Linked DNA regions of Mus musculus: all the other regions are linked to region 5. A link is a contact called in public Micro-C and promoter capture Hi-C data. All regions are on one chromosome and are shown on one strand. The core of a region is the stretch at or near the end of the contact, and the rest is flanking DNA. Distances in the headings are between cores, read along the strand shown.

Region 1 (4,512 bases), core at 1,602-4,101, 540 kb before region 5:
GGGGGATGGGTAGTGCTTTCCAGCTTACTCTTTCCTTCTTATTCAGCACACTGGACTCAAGCCCACAGGATGCTGTGGCCCATAGTGTGGGTCTTTCTATCTCAGTTAAGTCTCCTCAGAAACACCCTGGCAGACGTGTTCAGATGTGTGTTTCCACCATGATTCTAAATCCTAGCAGGCTGATAAGGAAGATTGACTCTCACACAAAGAGACATGGTGGAAGGTTCTGGAGTATTCTTGAGAAGGCAGGGACCAACAATCTTCTGTCCATTTCACAGCAAGTTCCAGCTCTAGACAGGACTGAGTAGGGGAAGTGGGGTTTACTTACAGCATCTTGGAGAATGGTCCCAAGGGAGCTATAGCTAGGCCCTTGAAGATCCAGGTACCCATGTCCAGGTCTGAGCCCAGGAATGGGGGTCAGTGGGGAGAGAGGGTGGACTAGGCCTTCAGCTAGGTTTGTCTATTTTTCAGTGGAGGAGAAATTCCTGTAAGATAAAGGCACCAGGCTGGGAGTGGCATGCATACCTGTAATCCTAGCACTCCAGAGGTCCAGACAGGAGGGTTAGAAGTTTGAGGTCATCCCCAGCTACGTGGCAAGTTTGCTGGTAACTCGGGTTACATGAGACCCTGTCTCAAAACAAAGATAAAAGGAACCGTTTTTGAAGAGAACATCCTTGCATAGTATCTACGGTACCCAATATTGTGCATCAGTCATTCCTATCTCCCTCTGGATCATCTCATCACCTCCAGGAGACCCACTTCTCATGAGTCATCCCCTCCTCTCCCACTCCTGAATCTTTCTACTCTGGGAGTTTCACATCGAGCACACTCAGCGTGTGGCCCCTGGTGTTGACTCCACATCATAGTTTCAAGAGTCATGGCATGTAGCAGTGCTTTAGATTTTATCACCAGATAATATTCCATCCTGTCAATGTGCCGTGCATGGTTCCCTGGTCACTAGTGGGTAGCATCTGGGTTGTGCTGTTTATACCACAGATGCCACTGCAGGGGCCTCTCAGACATGTGCCTAGGGGAGCAGTTGCCCAGGCTTAGTAAGATCTCACTGTTGAAGGAGCTGCTTGCATTTTGCAGTGGCATCATTGGCATGGACTGCTCAGGGTGGGAGTGAAGATAAACAGTTGGATGGGAGAAGTGTCTCCTCTGTCCTGTTTCCTGGGGGAAGAAATAAGAGGCACACACCACTCTTGAGAGCTTTGTGTTTGTGGGTACAAGGACAAGCTGGCTTTAAGGAATTCACTTGCTAAGCCCCAATGCCAGTGGGCTTGTGGGGAGAACTATTGGTTAGAACCCATGACAAGGGTGCTCTAACTCCTGCTCCTGGGTGGAGGACAGGACTGGCTTGTCCAGGCTTTGTGGCTGGCCCCTGCTGAGGTATAAAATGCATGAAACTCCTGTCCCTGAGAACTCACTGGGTGGAGCAGAGGATCTTGGTTGGCTTTGCTTCATTGTGGGTAACTAAAGAGTCCCCAGATATAGGTAAGTCTCTGTATGAACCCCACACACCAGTGGGAAAATGTCTCTGTATGTTTGTCTGAGCTGACCCATAGTGATTGCAAGACTCATCCAATCTCAAGTTGAACACCCCACGATTCTAGCTAAAACCTCCAGCTCCACCATGCCCTGTCCTTGCTATGTAGCTCCTGATGGCTTGATATTCACCGTAGCCCAGGCTTGCTTCATACTCCCCAACTCCACCACCTGAATGTTGGGGTTATGAGCTTGTGCTTCCATGCCTAACCACACATAATCACAATATCCAGGGGACCTAGGGTAGCATGGTAGCCCCAGCTGAGCTTCTCCTTGCTCCTGTGAGGACAGATTAGCCAGTACAGAGAGGACACTTCTCTGAGTACAGGAGGAAGGAGGTTTTCTAGTGGATTCTAAAACAGCAGCAAGTCTTTGGATGCCCATGCACTGCACAGGGACACTCATGCCTTCTGAGGAGCTTGAAGCTTCCACCCATAGTCCCAGAGTCGTCTCAATGGCCTGTACTTGACAGTAGCAGGGTGGTAGAGACTCGCTCAATGTCACTTTGCTCAAAGGGGATAGTTGGCCAATCCCAGGCTGCTGGACTCAGGAATCCCAGCCCAGTGGGGCCATGTTCCCAAGCCGTGTTTCTTATACAACCCAGGTGGGAACAAAATGGAGCCATCGCCAAGTGTACTTGTGGATATGGGGGTCTCCAAGCCACACACCCTTGATGCCAAGGTTCTGGAGGAGACAGGACAACTGAGTTGGCCTTCTCTGTTGCCCAAGGTGACCTGCAATTCTCATGACCTGGGGTTGGCTTAGGATCCCCAGGAAAACCAGTGGCTCTGTTGCCACCTGACCCAACCCCACTTCTGAGCAAAAAGGTATCACTCTGGAGACACTGAGGCCCTGGCCCACATGGGCCTTTAGGGGACTAAGGCCAGGGAGCCACCCATCTCCCTCCCTGGGCCCTGTTCCCTGGAGTAACTCCAGTCTCCCCAGGGCACTCAGGAATGAGTTGGTGTCGCCTCAGAGAGAGGCCAGTGCCCACTGGGTAGGAGGCACCTCTGTACTGGGCCTTGCTAAAAATAGCAGGGGGATTCGGACAGGGACAGCCGGTAGCAGGCTCGTAAGGGAGGGGCTGGGAGGGGGACGGGGCAACCCAGGACCGCTGTCAATGGTGCCGGGGCTCCCACCCTGTTCCCTGCTGCCTGGCCAGCCTCGGCCCAGCTGACATGCTATTTTTTCCCCTGCTTGACTAAATATGGTCAGGGCGCACAGCCCGAGGGGGGCCACTTGGCCGGGCCGCGTGTTTGGGATGTTTGGCGGGGTATATAAGAACTACCAAGGTGAGGTCGCTCCTGATCCAAGGGCCCCTTGCCCCACCAGCGTTGGGTCAGGCCATCCCGTCTCTGCCCTCCCCTCCCCCTGCATGCATGAATCTTGGTCTGTGGGGCTGCGTGCGTGTGTGAGCGTGCATACCCGCGGGGCCTTTCTCTTTTTCCCTTTTGTTCTGCTCTGACCTCTACCTGGTACCGACAGGGCTGAGGGTGCAGGAGCTTCCTGCAGCTTCGGCCGGGCAAGGTGTGCAGCTGGGCTCTGTCTCCTTAACTCTGCATCAGCGCTCTCTCTCTCTCTCTCTCTCTCTCTCTCTCTCTCTCTCTCTCTCTCTCTCTCTCTCTCTCTCTCTCTCTTACCCTCCCCTCCCCTTTCTCTCCCCCCCTTCCTCCTTCTCTCTCAAGATTTCCCTGCTGCTAAGTCTGCGCTGCTGCAGGAGGGCTGGGGGAAGGGCAGGGGTGCGGAGTCGGGGTGTCTTCTTTCTCTCTCTCTCTCTGCCCCCCCCTCCCCACCAAGTGCGGACGCAATGGGAGCTCCGGCCCGCCCCCACCCCTGCATTTGCGATTGGCTCCGGGAGGAGGTGGCTACCGCTGCTGCCGCTGCTGCAGCATCTCCCGGGGAGCCGCGACCCTGCGCCCGCCGCCACGGCTGCCGCGGTCACCAGCCCAGCCCGAGGGGCGCCCAGGGCTCCCTGGTGAGTCCCTCTCAGCTGGCTGCTTCAGCTGCCCACCAGCTAGGAAAGCCCCTGAAAACTTATCGGCAGTGGTGGGGGTGTGCCCTCCGGTGAGGTGGGTGCTGTGGGTGCTGGTGCCGCGTGGCTTCAAGGGGGCGCCTGGAGTTTCTCCCAGCATCATCTACATTTGGAAAACTGCAGAGCCAGCAGCCAGCAGGGCTGGGAGGGTTGGGAGGGCGCGTCCAACCGGGATGCAGAACTTTGACATACGGCTTTTTGCAAGAAAGCAGCGCCCCTGGATGCTTGGTGGAGGGCAGGGTGGATGGCGTCCGCTGTTCTAGGGGGTTGGCACGGGAGCTGAGGAAATAGATTAACCAGTTGAGGGCAACACCAGAGATTGTGGCTAAACTTACCTTGGAACTTGCCACAAAGCCTTTGAGTGCTTGCGGGTGGGGGATTTCTGAGGAGCGCTGACAAGGCCGTCCATGGGCTGGGACTCTGGATTTCTGAAGCTCTCCCAGCCCTGCCAGGATCAGAAGTGTGCTGTGTCAGGCATCCAGGGGCTGGAGCTGGGGCTGGGGCTAGGGCTGAACTAGTGTTCATAGTGTGTGTGTGTGAGGGGGGGGGGGGCTCAGGATAAGGCCCCACCCCAGATGCCAGAGGGGTCTACTTGGAGGTGACTGACACCACTTTCCTGTCAAGGTGGGAAACTTTTTGAGAAGTGACTCTCATTCATTCCTGAATGAGCAGCTCCTGAAGATGTGGGCTCAGACTGAATCAATCTCTGCTCTTCAGGTCCCCCCAACTTTCTGTTTGACATACAGACGCTATCATGAACACCTGGGAGTTGGGACAGAGGGCAGAGAGGCATTTGTTCTTAGAGTTCTCAGGGAGCCTAAGTGGGAGCTCAGTCACACCAGGGGTACCTCCAGAAGCTGGAAGCTGAGGCTGATGGACTGGCTGCCCTTTTTATCCTTGGCTATGTGGAAATGAAATTTTAACAGCAACCA
Region 2 (4,096 bases), core at 915-3,414, 580 kb after region 5:
TTTATGGTAATGTGTGGTATTTGATCAAGGGAGGCTGTGGAGTCACAGGAAAGTGCCTTTCACATTGGCTTGGGCTACAGGGTAGCTCCTGAGAAGAGAACACTAACGAAAGATTCAAGTAGTTCCCAGTGAAAGGAGACTCCTGGCACTACAGGGTCTCATTGCTAGCAGGTCTCAGCAGATGCTGCTGTGCGGTACCCCCTTCTCATTTCTGTATTCTATGGAGGGGAGATTTACAGAGGGACTGCAGACCTATATTAACAGGGCACAGAGTGGCGTGAGTCCTAGAGATCCTGAATCGTTACCAGATGTTAATGTTACCCACTTGTTACTGGGTGTCATCTTGGGCCAGACCTAAGCTAGGTCTGGGTCTTGTTCATGGCTCAAGAATGCAAAATGAATGTCAGATGTTCAGCTTTCCACTGTCTGTACTGTGGTCACTCACTACATGAAGAAGGGACTAATGCTCTTGTGGTTTCCAGCCCTGTGGGCAGGGGCTGACCAGGCTGGGTTAAGCAAAATGGTAAATGGAGAAGATATATTAGTGGACAGCCTTGAACAGGATACTGTCACATTCAATGAAGCACCTAGTCCTGTGCAAGAAGACACGTGCAGGGAGAAGAGCCAGAGAAGGAACAGGTAGTGGGAAGCATCTAGGAACTAGTACTCACTGGGGCCTAGCTGGAGAGGGAAATTCAACCTTTTTTATGTATATGAGTACACTGTAGCTGTCTTCAGACACTCCAAAAGAGGGCATCAGATCCCATTACAGATGGTTGTAAGCCACCAAGTGATTGCTGGGAATTGGACTCAGGAAGAGTGGTCAATGCTCTTAACTACTGAGCCATCTAACCAGCCCTGAAAATTCAATCTTGTAGGTGGGACAATTCTGAAAGAGGGGGAATATTGTTTTAAGGATTTTTTTTCTTCTGAAAAATATTAAGGGCCAAAAGAAATTGGAAGGCTTGCTTTTAGCAGAGAGTTGCCCAATGGTCACGACTTCCTCATTTGGAATGGGGCGGGGGGGCACTCTTGTTCTCCTGTCAGTGTTGACACACTAAAACCATAAGAACCTCAAAGCTCGGGGCTGGTGAGATGGCTCAGTGGGTAAGAGCACCCGACTGCTCTTCCGAAGGTCAGGAGTTCAAATCCCAGCAACCACATGGTGGCTCACAACCATCTGATCACGAGATCTGACGCCCTCTTCTGGCGTGTCTGAAGACAGCTACAGTGTACTTACATATAATAAATAAATAAATCAAAAAAAAAAAAAAGAACCTCAAAGCTCTGGAGTGATCTTTGGAAATTTACTTTAGCCTCAGTTTGCTCATCTGTAAACTGGGAGGGGGCGCCAGTGCTGGCTCACCTGATGCTGTGAAAAGAAAGTGAGAAAATACCGGAGTGCTTACACTGGGCTGGGCTTCAGTTATTTGGAGGGTCCAACAGGTCCCTGAGGTGTTCAGTGCTGTGTGAACTCTTCCAGTACCAGAATACAAGCCGCCCAGCAGCCCCCAAACAGCTGGCCTACTAGTGTGGGAATCCAGCTGGAGACAGCGGCACCTGCAGGGCAAGAAGACGAATCGCGCTCTCTACACTTTTAGTGCACTCCCTAGACAATAAAAAGTCTCCATAAAGAGGTTGCAAAAGCAAGTTAATTGGTACAATGTTTGCCCAGTATGCATTAAGCTCTGAATTCTCGATCCCCAATACGGTATAAATCAGCTGTGATGGTTTGCTCCTGTAATTCTAGCTCTAGGTAGGTGGACGCAGGAAGATCACAGTAAATTCAAGGTCGTCCTTTGCTGCAAGCAACCTGACTCAAAAACCAAAAGAATTTACAGGGGGTGGGGAGAGGTTGACAGGGGACTGGGGAGTACATAGGCCTGAGTTTGACCTGTCGAGGTGCAAAGTCAGAAGTCTTGTGGGCAGCCGAGGTTAAAGGTGGGAAGTCGGCGAACTGCAACACAATCCGAACCACCCATGCCTCGAGCTTCAGCTGTTCTGCCCTTTTTCACCCTAGAATCTTACTGTGGAACCAGACTAGAAGCATTGCTTCCTGCTTCGCTGCAGTCTGACCTATCAAATTGAAAGATTTGTCTTAGGTGGGGCCAGAAGACGTTCTTATTGGACACTACTTCACCGAGGGCGGGAAGAAGGCGGAGTACGAACCCGAGCGGAAGGAAGGCGGCGCGTCGCTGATTACGTAAGCGACTGCGGCCCTACAGTTCCACTGGCTCGTGTGTACGAAGCTGCCAGCTTGCAGTCCTCGGGGCTGGGCTCCTGTAGGACCTGCGATCCCAGCACCGACGCCAGCTACACCCAGCTGCCGCCTGAACATGGACTCTGCTAGCCAAGGTACCCGCACCGTGGATGGGCAGGGGCTGTGCCGCATTCCCGCCCTCCGAGTCGCGACTCGGCCCCCCCTCAGCCTCTGCCAAACCAATCCGCTGTTTCTCTTCGGCCAAGAGGCCCTTGACCTCAAGGCTCCCGATGGTCTTGCTGTGTGTGCCCTGGCGCCTCGGCCTCCCTTCGGAGCACTGCGAAGCGGCGTTCCTCGGCTCCCTCTCAGTTCCTAGAGTTTCATAACTCCAGACATTTCTCCTTAATGCGCTTCACCCTCTGTCCTCTCGCTGGCTCTGCAGCTCTTTATCTTTCGTTGGGCCGTAGGGGATACCACATCTGGTGCTAGGCTCCTGCGGAGACGTTGTGGGCGGCTCCCTACGGGGAAGGGGCGGTGCAACTATCCTTGTGTTTGGAGCAGCGCCTCTTGGGTGGTAACGCCACTGTAGCCTACTTAGAGATTCTCAAGGGAGAAGGGTTGAGTGAGTCAGGGGCACACCCAGAACACCAGATCTGTTGCCAAAACAGACACCTGAGGCCAGTAAGGAGTTGCTACGGAGAAGTGTGGTTCAGGCTCAGGAGATTAAAATCTTGAGAAGGTGGTACACTGGGGATGCTTACTTAACTACACTGGCTAAATTAAAAAAAAACCTTTCTACTGTTTGGCTTGCACTAACACATTACCTAAGCATTAGAATTTTGGGTTTTTATACATTCTGGATTTTTTTTTCTACTGTGAAGGGAATTTGCAAATTCAGAAGGCTATCTACTGTTTTATTTTCATCTTTAAGTAGTAGATTCTGGTCCCTGGAATGACACTGCTAAGGATGTGACTCAGTCATTGTTGTGTGACAAAATGTTTCCTGGGAAGCCAGGTGTGGTGGCACACGCCTTTAATCCCAGCACTTGGGAGGCAGAGACAGGCAGATTTTTGAGTTGGAGACCAGCCTGGTCTACAAAGTGAGTTCCAGGACAGCCAAGACTATACAGAGAAACCCTGTCTCGAAAAACAAAAACAACCCCCCCCCCAAAAAAAAAAACCTTTCCTGGAAGATGCATCACACATCTATCTACTCATCCCAGCTAGGGAACTCAGAACAGACCAAAGGTACAGATACCACCAAAGTCTACTTTAGTGAAGTAATGTGCATTATTAGGGTTATTTACAGGGATATGGGCAAGGGGTTACTTACAGGAGCAGAAATGACCCAAAGATGGTCGCAACAGCAAATTCCACCCCAACCTGGGTGATAGTTCACAAAGCTGAGAACCTTGAACACAATACACAGCCTGCAGGCAGCTCAACAGGTTGGAAAGTGTCCTTTCGAGGAGCCTCAGTTATAAAGAGGTTTACCTCTTCCAAGCAATTGGCCTGGTATCTGCTTCTTCTGGGCAGCTGCTCTGGTCTCAAAACTCGGCTTTGAAACCTTTCTCTTCTGAGTCATCTTTGCAGCTCAGTTTCAAGCTGTGAGGGACTCTCAGCTTTTATTGTTGACTCTGACTGGGAGGGACAACGTGATTCTAGTTAGTTTTGGGGATTTCCTGAAGCTATTTTGAGTTGTTTACCTTTCTGCGTAAAGGTTTCCCTGCTGGATGGAATGTTTCAATCTCAGAGGAAACTATTACACAGCAGTGTTGGGAAAGGTCTTTCCCAATTATGTATGAGGTTGTGTTCTAGCCTGGCATCACAAAAAAAAGGAAAGGAGAACGAGGGAGAGGATGAATTTGAAGCCACTGGCATCATCACCAAGTATTA
Region 3 (4,284 bases), core at 1,651-4,150, 660 kb after region 5:
TAGGCAGATTTCTGAGTTCAAGGCCAGCCTGGTCTACAGAGTGAGTTCCAGGACAGCCAGGGCTACACAGAGAAACACTGTCTGGAAAAAAAAAAAAAAAAAAGGCAATAAGGAAGGCTGGAATCCTATGAAGAATTTACTTCTTCTCAGTATGACCCCTTCTGTCTTGGCAATGTGTGTATGTGCACATATACATGTGCATGTGGTAGTGGTTTAAGATCATGACATGAAACCAACAGAGGGTGTAAGAGGGAAATTTAACCCAAGAAGGTAAAATCAGATCTGTACCTGTGCACACTTACAGCCTACCACTCATGCTAGTGGGCACTCAGAACCATGCTGACATTTCAGTGGGTCTGTATCCCTAAAGGGGTGCCATTTCTGGCCATAGTCTTCAAATCTGAGAATGAGCAACTTCTACTGAAGTTCAATGCTCTGTGTCATCTTCCTATTACCTGCTGTTTGTCTGAGGTACACCCTGATGCAAAAGTGCTAAGAGAACGAGACATATGTTTAACAGAGGCAATTTCTGAAAGAAAACTGCCTGAAAAGAAGCCTGGGCAGATCACATCATCCTAGTCTCAGCTTTCAAACTTCTCAAGAAGCTCTCAGGTCAGTGTCCTAGCAAGCTACGGCTCACCTGTGTAGGACTAAATTGAACTGTAGCCACTGACTGAATAGGACAGTGTTTAGTGGGTAGGAGGGGGTGCCTATAGAAATGGCAGGTGGACATGCCAGACTAGCTCTGTGTGGGATGCCTCCTACAGTGGCTGGTATAGTCTACAGTATCACAAACAAACAAACAAAACACTGTATGGAATAAAAGGTTAGCCTGAGGTGAATGAGGTAGACTGGTCGGGAACAAGTATCCCCAGGGCACTCTTGGGTGAGAAAAGTACACTATACTGAAATATGGTTTAGTTTACATAAAAGCCAGTAGATGAAGGATGCTCACTTAGGGACTGGGGACATAGCTTAGAAAACAAATCTAGGGTCTGATCTCCAGTTAACCCCAAAAGATGCTCACCCAGCTGCCCATTCACGCCAGTGTCTGTGAGAAAGGAATGTATTCAGAAAACCTGAAAGCAAACATGCCAGTATAAGAATCAGAATTTCCCTGGAGACTACAATTTGGGACAGGAACTTCTGTCACATTTGGATATTTTACAAGTATAGGCTCTCTTATCAAAATGGAAGCTGGGCTTTGGTCTTATCTGGAAGCTCTGTTTCTTGCCATGTTCTTGCTGCTGCCTCATAGCTCTCCATATCGTAGTTTCCAGGGCTGATGTATCAGGATATGGCTCAAGACAAACTTTCTGCCTCTGGGATGGCCCAGTTTGGGAACAATGATGGTCTCAGCTGGATAACCCTTCCTATTAGCAGGAAGAGTGTGGGTATGTGCCCATGAGTAGGGGCAGGCATTGGAAAGACCACCTAACATGTGAATGGTCATACCGGCAGCTCTGAAGGATGTAATGTATGACAACACAAGTGGGTATCATGAAAAGAACCCATCTGTATCTAACCAAGAAAACACACAGAATTCACCCTTGGGGACAGAGACAATAAGCCTGCTTGTTTCTACATCATCCATCTTTACCAGAGCTCAGAGCGTGAGCATAGGGAATAATTAGTCACTCTATTAAGTTCAGCCTCACTGCCACTGCTCTGGAGACAAGTGCAGGAGCTGAGAGCATGAGCTAGGCATAAATAAGCTGAGTGCTGAGATCTGAGTCTGCCAGTCGGGGTCTGAAGAACAGATAGCATGTGAGGGACACAGGTCAAGAAATGATAGGCTGCCTGAGGGATGTTACCTGCACCTCAACTCAAGCTTGCCTGAATGGCTCAGTCAAACACACACAGAAAGGTCCCCAGATCCCTGGGTAGAGGGTAGATGGTTGCTCACCTGGGTATACTAATCTGTCTACAGTAAACAAATGGATCTGTGAAGCTTATCCACTGGGCTACCCTTTCCATCAGGCAAAAGCTAGACACACACTCCCCCCGCCCCCATTAGAGGGAGAACCAGAGACTTCCCAGGGTTTCAGATTGGGTCTTGCCTTGGTCCCTAGAGGCAGCATGACCACAATACACAGGGTAGTTCTAGGAGGCCACGGTAAACAAAAAACAATCAAACAAACAAAAGCAAAACAACAACAAAAACAAATTCAGGACATCTGTCTTCCCACTGAGCCTCTTCTTCCTTTCCCCAGGGAATGCTTTTGGGGGGAAACTACTCCAATGTAGAACATCTGACTTGGAAGAGGGCAGAGCAACCTGATAAAGCTCCTAGCCACCAATGGTAAAAACAAGTGCACACAAAGCTAAGACACACTCCGACAGAAACTGGACAGATGACCCGACAGGCAGGGGCTGTTTTCCGATCCCCCTGATTCTCACAGTAGCAGCTTCTCTGGGAGAATTTTACTTCCCTATCAGTGACTCTTTTCCACCTCCGTGAAGATTCCTCCCAAAGCGTGCGCTGCTGATGGGAAGAGTGCCCAGTTGCAAATAGATCAGGGAGGACTTTGCCAGAAATCTGCTTCACCCTGACTGGGCTATCAGGCTGTGTCTGTACCAAGCCCAACTCCCCTGCCCTCCCCAAAGTTAACAGCTATCTCCTACAGCCAGAGATAAGGCAGCACCCATTTCTCACAAAAGGTGCCCCTTGATGGGAAAGTTGCACAAAATACTTCATTTCTTATCTACAGACAAAGGGGCTTCTGGCCACAATGCCAACTTCAGCTGTACGAACAGTATTAAAGAGCCACAGTGAACACAAGATGCTATCAGAACCCACAGCCCCAAGCCAGCGCCAGCCACATCTGCAGCCGAAAGAGCTCCCAGGAGCACCTGGCAGCTTGTTTGTTTTCAGATATCCATGGACACACATCACACACAAGTCAAATGTGGTCAGTTCCATTGGGAAGTGGGGTTTTCATCAGCAGGGACTCTGCGGCAACTCACCTGCTTTCTGCTCCAAGAGTCCAGCACCCTGAGATCCTGATGCCAGGGTAAGCTGGGGGACTGCTCATAGCCAAAGATGCAGGTAAGCACAGAGGGCTCAGAGGTGGATGTCCCTGGACAGTGGGATGACCCAGGTATGTGTGGTATAGGTTCTATCAGTTAGAGTATCACTACCTCTTAGAATTACAGTTGTCTCTAAAGACAGCTTGGGAGTTCTAGCCACCTGAACTGGTCTTCCATGGGTGGAACCACTCCTATGGGCAGCCCAGCTGAAGAGCTAGGGGGGTTGGACCCCTACTTGCAGAAGTAGGTTGCTATATACAGGGAGTAGGGCACAGCAGCTAGGAGGCCCTGGGAGCCCTACTGCACTAAGGAAACACACTCAATGCTAGTCTCAGAGGCTAAGGCCACACACACACATAAGAGGATCACCCAGTCAGGGCTATGCCCAGATATTAATAGTACTGACTCTGGCCTGCACAATCCCCAGGCCAGTTGCTGTGAGTGTACTTCAGTGTTAGCTGCTTGCACATTGACCTGGACTTGCTGGGAACCACTAGTACCTCTCCCCAAATTTTCTGGAAGAAACACAGTTCTGCCTCCCAATGCATACACAGCACGACAAGGAAATCTGAGGCCCCACCAGGCCAGGCGATCTGAATGTCAGTGCTGAGCTGGGTGCCCCTCCCCTGGCCCCAAGGTGCCTCCTACAAGGATAAACAAATCTGAAATTCTACCCTAGCACATCCAAGAATAACTGTTCCACCCCACCTCACACAGGCTCCAGTAAGCCCGATGGCCACCTTGGCCTCATCAGTCAGCAGGGGACACAGCAACCTCCCTGCCCACAGCATGGAAAGGGAAGATCCGGTCCCAGCCTCAGCTGAAATCCCTTTATTGACTTAAGATCTAATCAGAGAGGTTTTGCTGGCTTTGGGGTTCTCGTCAAGGGGTGGGCTGGCCTCATTGCAACCTCATCCTACCTGGCTGGCCTACAGCACTAAGTCTGGCAGGGCTCAGAGAAGGAAGCTTCCAAGTGGACTTCATGCATCTGAAAAGGAGCCACTCTGGGAGCCGCCTCGGAGGCAGCTCTTCTCACTACCTAGGTAACTTGTGGGTATGTCTACATCCCCAGACACCAGGAGCAGGAAGAGCCAATCTCTGTTTGCATGTGCATGTATGTGTTTATAGTTTGTCTGTCCCTCTGACTCTACCCTTAGATATGGTTGGCTGGATATGCCCTAGGATTGCTCTGGGAGGCTAATATTGTTCTGGGCAGGGGTGCAGAGTTAAGGAGTCCTAGGGAATCAGTTCTCT
Region 4 (4,260 bases), core at 1,455-3,954, 600 kb after region 5:
GGCATAGTGGCATATACACCTTCAGCACTTAGGAGGCAGAGGCAGGTAGGTGTCTGTGAGTGTGAGGCCAGCCTGGTCTATGAAGAGAGTTCAAAGATAGCAAGGGCTACACAAAAAAACCCTGTCTATAAATCAAGGTTACAGTTAGGTTATAAATAAACAAATAAACAAGCTTGCTAATTTGTGAACATTTGTAAGGTTTTTTTTTTTAAACATGCTTTTGGAGTTTACTGTGAAGAACTGTCACAAGCATTGTGTGTGTGTGTTGTAGCCATTCTTTGCCTATAGTTATTGTGTGTAGTTTAATGACTATATTTCATTTGAATGTGCTTATTTGTACAGTTGGGCAGTTTTCCATATTTACTTATAAGTTTTCTCTTTCTCCTTTTTTGTTTATTTTGTTGACACGTGGTTTCTCTGTGTACCCCTGGCTGTCCTGGAACTTGCTCTGTAGACCAGGCTGGCCTTGAACTCACAGAGATCTACCTGCCTCTGCCTCCCAAGTGCTGAGAATAAACTGTCTGCTGCCACCCCTTGGCCATTTTCATTATTATAAATGGCATTACTATAGACATCTCAATGCATAAAACTTATGTATTTGGAGACTAAAAAGTATCCTAGATATGGAGGTAATCATTTAAGGTCTGATTCATCTTTGCAAATTCCCAACACAGCTTCATAGCTTCTGTCTTCAGTTGGTTCCAGGTCAATTCCATTATCTCTTCCAACTGTGGAATCGTTTGCTCATGTTCTCACTCTCAAAGGTCATTATATAGCTATATGTCATTATATAGCTCTTACCTTAGATTCAGAACCTTCTGTCTCTGCTAGGATGACAGGCATGCATCTCTATAGCTAGCTTTCCTTCTTCAGTCAATAGATAACCTGGCCTTTCTGCTTATTGGGTTTCTTGTTTTGTTTGTTTGTTTGTTTGTTTTTGGCTACTTGCTTGATGTTGCACAACTTACTAAGTTTCTTGAGCTATCTGCTGACAATCTGGGCCTAGAACATGTGCCAATTCAAATTCAGCCAGCGTGCAAAAAGGTATAAGATGAAGGGAGAAGACACTGTTAGAAAAGATTGGAATTTATTTAATGCGTTATGGGAGGCCTTAAGTATTATCTGCTTTGTTTTTGAAAGCTGACTTGAAGACAGACAGCAATAGTGGCACATATATCTTGTTGGTTAACCAACAGCTGTTTAATTGGACTTTATGCCTGCTCAATAAGAGAGAAATCACGCCTGATCCTGGAAACCTAGGCGACTATCTGGGGCTAGTGAAGTCATGGATCACGTTGCTAAACCAGCATAGTCCCTAATTACATCCTAAATACTCATCCCTACACCTATAGGTTAAGTGTAGTTCTCACTCTTCATCAAGGAAAACATCTTCTCCAGATAGAGATCATTACAGAAATTGAAACTGATCAGAATGCAGATTGGTGGAGCCCAGTCCCCACAGATAGAACTCCACCACAAGTCCTGAACTTAAGGCTCAGAGATCATTGTGGAAGAAGGGGAGGAAAAGCTGCAACAACCAGAGGACCAGACAGTTCGCTCTAAGATTTATCTCCTTAAAATGTCAGAGAAGCTACATCCGTGAAGTAACATAACCAACATGGCTGCCTAACTGACCTGAGCAAGGACAACATCAGCTAAGCATGGTGTAAGGGAGAAAGCGCACAGGGCCTCAATCCTAGCTAACTAAGGAATTCTGAGAGCTGGAGAAATAATCAGTTTTAGGGAAGAACATAGAAATTGGTTTTCCCATAGCAAATGATCAGCCTTGAAAACATATACCTACTTAACATACAGACTGAATAGGCTGTATTTATATATTTAGGAGCTATATCACAACAAAGAAGAGGCTATGAATTTGAAAGGGTGAGTGTGTGTGTGTGTGTGTGTGTGTGAATATGAGAGGTTTGGAGAGAGGCAGGGGAAAAATGATGTAATTATAATCCAAAAAGATTATAAGAAAAAATGGTGGGCAGGCAAGAATGAAAGTAAAGCTGTAGGAACACTGGCCAGGAAGATTGGTAGCTCTGGAATAAAAAAGCACAGCACTTGAAATTGTTTGTTACAGCGTAAGTAGGCAAGGGTCACTAGGTTTATTACTTAGTAAGTGAACAGAGTGAACAAGGATTGTATGAGACAGAGTGGGAAGAAAAGTCCTTAACCGTCCACGCATATCATTGCAGACGATTCCTAAAGGATCGCTAAATAATGGCGGTTGATTTTTCAGTGACTGGGAAGAAAGGCAGGAAAGTCTTTTCTGGGTGGTCTCCAGGGATGAACGAAAATGTCAGTCCCAAGGCAGTACCTTGAGACGAAAATGAAGGTCTCCCTCTCTAGTTTTTTGGTAAGTAGTAATAAATTTTTTGAGGCTTATATGAAGCACTGAGCAAACAACTGGAAGAAGAGCAGTTTTACTCGCGGAGTGCCACTTGCCTGCCTTCCAGAGGCGAACCCGCAAGCCTAGGCCTTGCCTCTGCTCCCGGGCTGTAGCTTCCGGCTTAGTAGCTGCAGGCTCCGCCCACCACCTTAACCCTTCCCGGTGATCGTCAACTGGGGCGCAACCTTTCGGGGACCGAGTTCTACCGGAGCTCCGGAGCTTTCGTGCGGCGCTGCCACATTGGCTCCGACTATGGGCGGGGCCTCAGTGTTGGGTTCTAGGCGCTTGCGCAGCCAGCTCTGACCTGCCAGAACACACGTCTTTTTCCGGGGGCGCGCGTGCCAGTGAGTGAGCGTGCGCGTTCTTGCTGCCGCCAGTGTTGCTTCCGCCGTCCTCTGCCGCTGCTACGGCTGTCGCCGCCCGGGATCCTCAGGCCGAGCAGTAGGCCGGCCGGCTGCCCACCACTGCCCCGGGACGGAAAGCGGAGCCGCGGAACCGGTGGACCGGCGGGCGTGCCGACAGGTGAGCTCACTCTCCAGTGGCTCTCAAATTAGGTGGGGCCGCGGGGTTCAAGCTGCCGGAGCCGGGCAAAGGGGAGGGGAAGTGGGGCGAGGGCGCCGCAGCAGGAGGTGAAAGCTGCCCGCAGCGGAAATGGCGGCGACCCTCAGCAGCGGCGGCGAGCCCGGCCCTGGGCACCACTAGGCCCTGCTCGACCTTGCGCACGGCGGGGCGGCGCGGAGACGAGGCTTTCCGGGCCAACTCCGGTTCGCACGCGCGGCCGCCTCCGCGGCTCCCGGAACGCAGAAACTGGTGTGTAGGGAGGCGGGCAGTAAAGGCTCCGAGGCTTGTTCACATTCTGGGACGCAGAAATTGCCTTATAGTTGTAAATTTCAAAGGCATTTGATGTATAAAAAAACCCCTAGTTTATATACCTAGGGACGACATTTTAAGAGGCGATTTTGTGTCGTGCTCTTTGGGGAGAGAATTAGGGACTCATTCGTTTAGGCTCCAACTTGTGTTATATGGCTGGATTAAAGACTTGTTTTTCCTTGTGTCTAGGAGATGATTTCTCCGAATTCATTAAGTGCATCTTCGGAAAAATAATGCAAAAGGTAGCTTTAATTTGTTTTCAGATTGGACTTTGGGGAAATTGGGTCGCCGTTTGTTGGACGCTCAGCTGATCATTCATCCTTTATAGGCAGTGTGTCTCAATTGCTAGTGGTTTGTCTGTTTAAACATCAAAACGCTACTTAATAACACAAAGAATTATATTGTCCCATATATTGTCGTGGTTGCCTAAAGACAAAACTCTAATCGTAGGATAATTTTGTTCATTTATTTGCTTTCTTTAAGGAAAGCGTGATCTGTTAGGTGACATTAAAAGCCAGGACTTTCCGCAGTTTCTAACTTAATATGTGTTACGAATCTGTTACCTGTATCAGTATTTTCATACTTAGGCTGGCCCTGTGTGTGTGGACCGCAAGTGTGGAGCCAGTGGAGCCTCTAAATTCGTTCGGGTTTGGGAACAGGGTACCTGCCCTTGGATTCTTTAAGCACCGTGCCGCACAATCTCTTTGCCCCAGCAGCCTCCTTGCTAGTCTCTTAACCAATTTAAGTGCTCAACCCTTGACATTTTTTTCATGACCACTCTCATGTTCCTGTTATGTGAGATATCCTTCGTTTCTACTCCTCTGTTATTCCACTGTGTACTGCTGTAACTAGTCTACTGTCGAATGTTAGACTCTCTGCTTTACTTTTCCCCTCCTTGCTTAATTGTATACAGCACTTGACTCTTCGTTTACTGTGTTAACATATTTAACATTGTTTTTTAGTTAAGGTTTTGTTTTGTTTAGGATAGTCAGATA
Region 5 (4,650 bases), core at 1,408-3,907:
ACTGAGGAGATGGCTCAGTTTGAAGTGATAGCCACTCAAGCTTTAGGAACAGAGTTTGGATCCCCTCAAACCCATGTAAATACCAGATGAGTGTGGTGGCTACTTGTAAAAACAGGAGAGTCCCAAAATAATTGAGACTTAGCCACACTGGCAAGCTCTGGGTCCAAGAGACCCTGCATCACTGAATAAAGCAGAAGGTGACAGAGGATCATTCCTGACATCCCCACCCCACTCGCACACCTCCCTGGACACACAGACCTATGCACATACATATACATGAAAACAGAAGGGGCTCTACAGTTCCAAAGGTAAGAAATGCTGACCATAAGGTACTAATTCTGTGCTTTACACATACCCTCTCCAATGCCAATCTCCCCAACAGTCCTGCAAGCAGGATTCTTTGATTCATACAAAAAGAAACTAAGATTCAAGGACGGCAAGTCTCCTGATGCAGGTAGGAGTCTGCTGCACTGTCCAGAACTTACCTACTCTCCTAGCTCCTCTAACCCTCCAGAGACAAAACAAAGATGGCACAAAGCTTCAGGGAACCATACAGTCCTATACACCATTAAAAAAAAAAAAAAAAAAAGCGCTCCATCCCCAGCCCACAAATGCTAAAAGTCTGCCTGTACCCAATCTCCATGGGATGCTGTTCTACAGAGAGAAAACTATCTTTAACACACAAGCACAGGCCCAACAGGAAGACCTGCACAAAGCAAATCTCAAGACCGTTCTATCATTTCTAATACTTTCGAGACTGTCTCTTTGATGTTTGGGATAGAAAAGTAGAAATATTATAGTAAATGTGTTACAAGCAAATTATTTTTAAAAAAATATGCTAATAAGATAAACTCACCGGATTGGACTGTCCAGAAAGGTAGGGCTCAAAGTCATTGTCATGAACTGCATCCTTCTGATGCAAAGAACCATTTTGTACTAGAACAAAAAGTTGCAAAATATTACCTTCAAGCTTTAAAAAAATTTACTTTTAAGCATGAAAACCTTAGTAAAGTCTATTTTCATCAGTTTTTAGCAGATATGATCTTTCAAAATGGGCACACTCTATAGAGAGCTGATGTTTACATGACTAGTTAAATGGCATTGCACAACTTTTCTTAAATTCCTTTTTTTTTAAAAGTAAAAATATAATCATAATTCGGTCAGATGTCATTTTGTTGCAACCAGACTTGGAGCCAGTTTTGTGATTTCCCTCCCCACCCCCCGCCCCAAGGTGGGACCGAACCCAGGGTTTCCCTATTCCAATCCAATACTCTACTCCAGGCAAATAGCGGACACATGCTTTAAGAGCCTAGTTATGCAGAGATCTGAGGGCAGGATGCTCAGCTGGAAAGGGCTGTAACCTAAGCTTACTATCATCTGATTCTCCACTTACTTTCCACTGTTACAGTGCACAGCCAGGAAAGGAAAGGAAAGGAATGGTAAATAAAGTGTTGGGCCTTTTCCAATCTTAAAACACGATGAGCCATATTTGGTTACACCCAAGTAACAACAACATGCACTGGTTAAAAACAGTCTTCCCAGGATTTAGTGTCACTCTGGAGTTCTCATAAGAGTTTTGGAAGTTTATTACAAGCCAGAATATCACAGGAGATAACAATAAACTTACAATGACTATAGCTAAGGATGGAGGGCAGGGCCTCCGGATCCACAGCTAGCTGGCTGACTCTCCTCCAGAGCCATCCACTACCTAGCAACAGAGGACCAGTCAGTCACTCAGACCTCTGCGAGGCCGTCTGATCACCATTTCTTTCCCCACCAGGTAACTGTTCTGGCAGGGTCAAGGGGGAAATTGCAAAATATTATCTGAACTACTCCGGGTACGCCTTTATTTTTCTAGTTCCCCTCCAATCTGTCAAGTACCCCGGAAATAGAAACTTTCATCTCCTCCAAGCTTACGGGAGGAAACTAAGTTTCAGATCCCAGGCTGGCTTGGTGGACTTTCTCTGTCCACACGGACTGGCGCTGCCCCGTTCTCCTCTCAAGTCCGGACAACTTCCCGGAACTCTCCTCACCTTTATTATCTTGTCCTTTTGTTCTCTGCATCGCCGCAGGCCAGGATATGCGGGTGGACACCACCCAGCCCGGGAAAGGAAACACAAAGTTACTATCCGAAAAGAACGCTACCCGGAGGGCGACCCGACCCCGACCGGGCCTCCAGATCTCCCACACTTTGATCACAGCCAAGCCCAGCGACCCCGCCATTGGACCCCAGAACCGTGGCCCGGCCTGGTATTCAGATCTTCGACCCGGCCTCCCTGTTCCCAGTCCGGACCCCGCACCCTAACCCCAGCTCAGCCTCCAGGTCCCCGGCGCGGCCCAGACCGCAACCTGTCTTGCCCTGTCCACGGCCTGCTCTCGTGACCGTGGTCCCGAGACGCCCCTACCTGGGGGTCCACGCTGGTGGCCGACATGCTTCATGAACAGCGCGGCGCGGGACCCGGGCGCCGCCGGCTCGGGCCTCCCACGAGGCCGGGCCTGTCACGCCGCGCGCGGCCCCGTGCCCCGCCGCCAACTCCGCGGGTGCGGCCGGGCGCGGCGGCAGCTGTAGGCACGCGGGCCGGAACAGCGGGAAGCAGCGGAAGGTAGCGGACAGGCTGAGGGGGCGCCGACTCCAATGGCGGCCGCGGCGGCTGGGACGAAGCTACGCGACGTCAGCGCGCGGGGCAGGCCGGGAGCGCCGTCGAGTCGCCACCATTGCGCCTGCGCACCGTCGCTCCTCGCCCAGGATTTCGCGCTTGGGACTCAGTCTCGCGCTGGAGGGGCGGGACCGGACCGGATGGGGCGGGGCGACTCGAGAGTCACGTGGGGCTCCTGGGGCGGCGCCTATTGGGGAGACGGTGTGAGGTTGTAGTTTAGCTACACCTGTCCCAGAGTTTTGTGGCTGCTGGGCTGGCCTCCTAGCCTGCCCCGTGACAATATGAACCTGACAGGAGTGTGCCAGAATAACCAGTATTCGCGTTAGATTCTGTACCTGATTCCATCACCCAGGGTAAAAACAAGAGGACTTTGAGGAAAGCTAGACGGCCCCCTTTGGGTTCCACGTGGGGAAAGTTCATCCGTCAAAGAGTCTCCAACAAAGAACTCACCCCATTAGCCATTTAGCCATTCACTTTCAGGCAAGCTCTTTGCTCAGTGAACCTGCTACCACACACAGACTCCTCCTCCCTGTTCCCGTCGTTAAAAAAAGTTTTATTTGAGGTTTAGAGCAATGGCTCAGTGCTCAAGACTACTTGCTGTTCTTACAAAGGACCTGGGGCTAGTTCCAACACCCACATGATGGCTTACAATTCTCCAGTCTCAGGGGTTCCAGAACTCTTTTTCTGGCATTGAATGCACGTGATGCATATATAGACAAGCAGGCACACACACACACACATAAAATAAAACAAATCTTTTGAATGTAATTTTAAAAAGATTTATTAATTTTAATCTTATGTGTATGAGTGTTTTGCCTGCATGTATGTCTATGCACTGCATGTGTGCCTGGTGCTCAAGGAGGCCAGAGGAGGGTGTCAGATACCCCAGAACTGGAGTTATAGATGGTTCAGACCCCAAAGTGGATGCTGAGAATTGAACCTAGATTCTCTAAAAGAGCAGTAAATGCTCTTATACCTTGACCCTGAGCCATCTCTCCAGCCCCTTTAAAATAAATGTTATTTGTATGAGTGTTTTGCTTGCATGTATATATGTGCACTATAGGTGCACTTGGTGAATGTGAAGGGTCAGAAAAGGTGTCTGATAGCCTGGAACTGGAATAACAGGCAAATTTGTGACCTATCATGTGATTGCAAGAACATTGCTAGGGACCAAACCCCAGATGCATCCACACATCCCTTCTGGGGCATGTTTGGTCCCTGGATTTGTTGTAGTAAATGTCCTAGCTTCTGATGCACATCATCAATAGGAGGACACCAGAGCGAGGCACATGCAGGTGGATCACTGGGTTGAAGGGCACAGCTGTCAGCCATTTTGTAGATGTTAGATGTCCTCCAGGGAAGCTGGGTTGAAGTTTCTGTTGAAGAGCTGATGGATGGAGCCCAGAGGCTATAAGCTCTGTATTCAAGTAACACCTGGCTGGAACAAGCCTTTGCTGTGTGCTGGGCTTGGTTCACTCAACAGCTGGCCCTATGAAGGCCAGCCGTGAGGACACCTATCCATGCTGACAGACACAGATGCTCAAATGAGACAGCCCCTTCTCTATGAATGCCCTCTTGAGAATGAACAACCTCCCTGCAGCAGACCTCCTTCTGGATACCCTGCCCTTCCATACTTTCTGGGTGTCTAGTTTTCTTCCAGGAAACCAGCTTGTGATCTCAGGGCTCCTGCTCTTCTCTGCCCCTCAACAGCAACCTTGAGTAGCTCCCGTGAGTTACAATGCCTCTTTAAGCCTTTATTAGTCACTCATCCCAAATCATTAGTTGAGTACCTACACCTTGCCTGGGAAATATAGAATGGGGTACCAGTGGTCTCTACCCTGCTAGCTTCCTGGAGTGGGATGCTATACGGTTCTAAAACGTAATGATTTAGCCTCACTGTATAGATGTTCACAGGCCAGGTGCTGTCCTTCAACACAGATACAAAAAGGACAATTTAACCAAGTTGCCATAAATCAGGCCTGTGATGTGGCAG

The links. Promoter capture Hi-C pulls out the DNA fragments that hold promoters and counts their contacts. Hi-C and Micro-C count contacts between places; a contact is called where the count stands out from the background.
Region 1: a contact with region 5 is called in a Micro-C map of embryonic stem cells, with 5 times the contacts expected there. The contact joins the promoter of Mir1a-1hg here to the promoter of Ythdf1 in region 5. A contact is called at or near these places in 5 of 39 promoter capture datasets (the 3T3-L1 cell line, 3T3-L1-derived adipocytes, the HPC-7 cell line and 2 more) and 1 of 484 Hi-C or Micro-C datasets (embryonic stem cells).
Region 2: a contact with region 5 is called in a Micro-C map of embryonic stem cells, with 4 times the contacts expected there. The contact joins the promoter of Tpd52l2 here to the promoter of Ythdf1 in region 5. A contact is called at or near these places in 2 of 484 Hi-C or Micro-C datasets (double positive thymocytes and embryonic stem cells) and 1 of 9 other capture datasets (embryonic stem cells).
Region 3: a contact with region 5 is called in a promoter capture Hi-C map of pre-B cells, with 5 times the contacts expected there. The contact joins the promoter of Uckl1os here to the promoter of Ythdf1 in region 5. A contact is called at or near these places in 13 of 39 promoter capture datasets (the 3T3-L1 cell line, 3T3-L1-derived adipocytes, the C10 cell line and 8 more), 4 of 484 Hi-C or Micro-C datasets (embryonic stem cells, pre-B cells, regulatory T cells and 1 more), 3 of 115 datasets of contacts at active chromatin or transcription factors (extraembryonic endoderm stem cells, large pre-B cells and pro-B cells) and 2 of 9 other capture datasets (adipose tissue and liver).
Region 4: a contact with region 5 is called in a Micro-C map of embryonic stem cells, with 5 times the contacts expected there. The contact joins the promoter of Dnajc5 here to the promoter of Ythdf1 in region 5. A contact is called at or near these places in 11 of 39 promoter capture datasets (the 3T3-L1 cell line, 3T3-L1-derived adipocytes, the C10 cell line and 7 more), 2 of 484 Hi-C or Micro-C datasets (embryonic stem cells and pre-B cells), 1 of 115 datasets of contacts at active chromatin or transcription factors (embryonic stem cells) and 2 of 9 other capture datasets (embryonic stem cells and liver).

What each region holds. Positions count from the first base shown.
Region 1 is chr2:180,382,753-180,387,264 of GRCm38.p6, forward strand. It overlaps Mir1a-1hg (Mir1a-1 and Mir133a-2 host gene), which reads left to right and starts at 2,852. Exons shown (of 4, transcript NR_045331.1): 1 at 2,852-3,523. B230312C02Rik (RIKEN cDNA B230312C02 gene) reads right to left here and starts at 3,133. Exons shown (of 7, transcript NR_040745.1): 1 at 3,021-3,133; 2 at 526-627; 3 at 1-300.
Region 2 is chr2:181,494,978-181,499,073 of GRCm38.p6, forward strand. It overlaps Tpd52l2 (tumor protein D52-like 2), which reads left to right and starts at 2,165. Exons shown (of 9, transcript NM_001373959.1): 1 at 2,165-2,355. The coding sequence starts at 2,337. Abhd16b (abhydrolase domain containing 16B) reads left to right here. Exons shown (of 1, transcript NM_183181.2): 1 at 1-3.
Region 3 is chr2:181,575,580-181,579,863 of GRCm38.p6, forward strand. It overlaps Uckl1os (uridine-cytidine kinase 1-like 1, opposite strand), which reads left to right and starts at 2,901. Exons shown (of 3, transcript NR_027289.1): 1 at 2,901-3,049. All of the region lies in intron 1 of Uckl1 (uridine-cytidine kinase 1-like 1), which reads right to left.
Region 4 is chr2:181,517,781-181,522,040 of GRCm38.p6, forward strand. Dnajc5 (DnaJ heat shock protein family (Hsp40) member C5) reads left to right here and starts at 2,705. Exons shown (of 5, transcript NM_016775.3): 1 at 2,705-2,917. It overlaps Tpd52l2 (tumor protein D52-like 2), which reads left to right. Exons shown (of 9, transcript NM_001373959.1): 9 at 1-182.
Region 5 is chr2:180,918,279-180,922,928 of GRCm38.p6, forward strand. Ythdf1 (YTH N6-methyladenosine RNA binding protein 1) reads right to left here and starts at 2,658. Exons shown (of 5, transcript NM_173761.3): 1 at 2,406-2,658; 2 at 2,034-2,058; 3 at 857-936. The coding sequence starts at 2,432.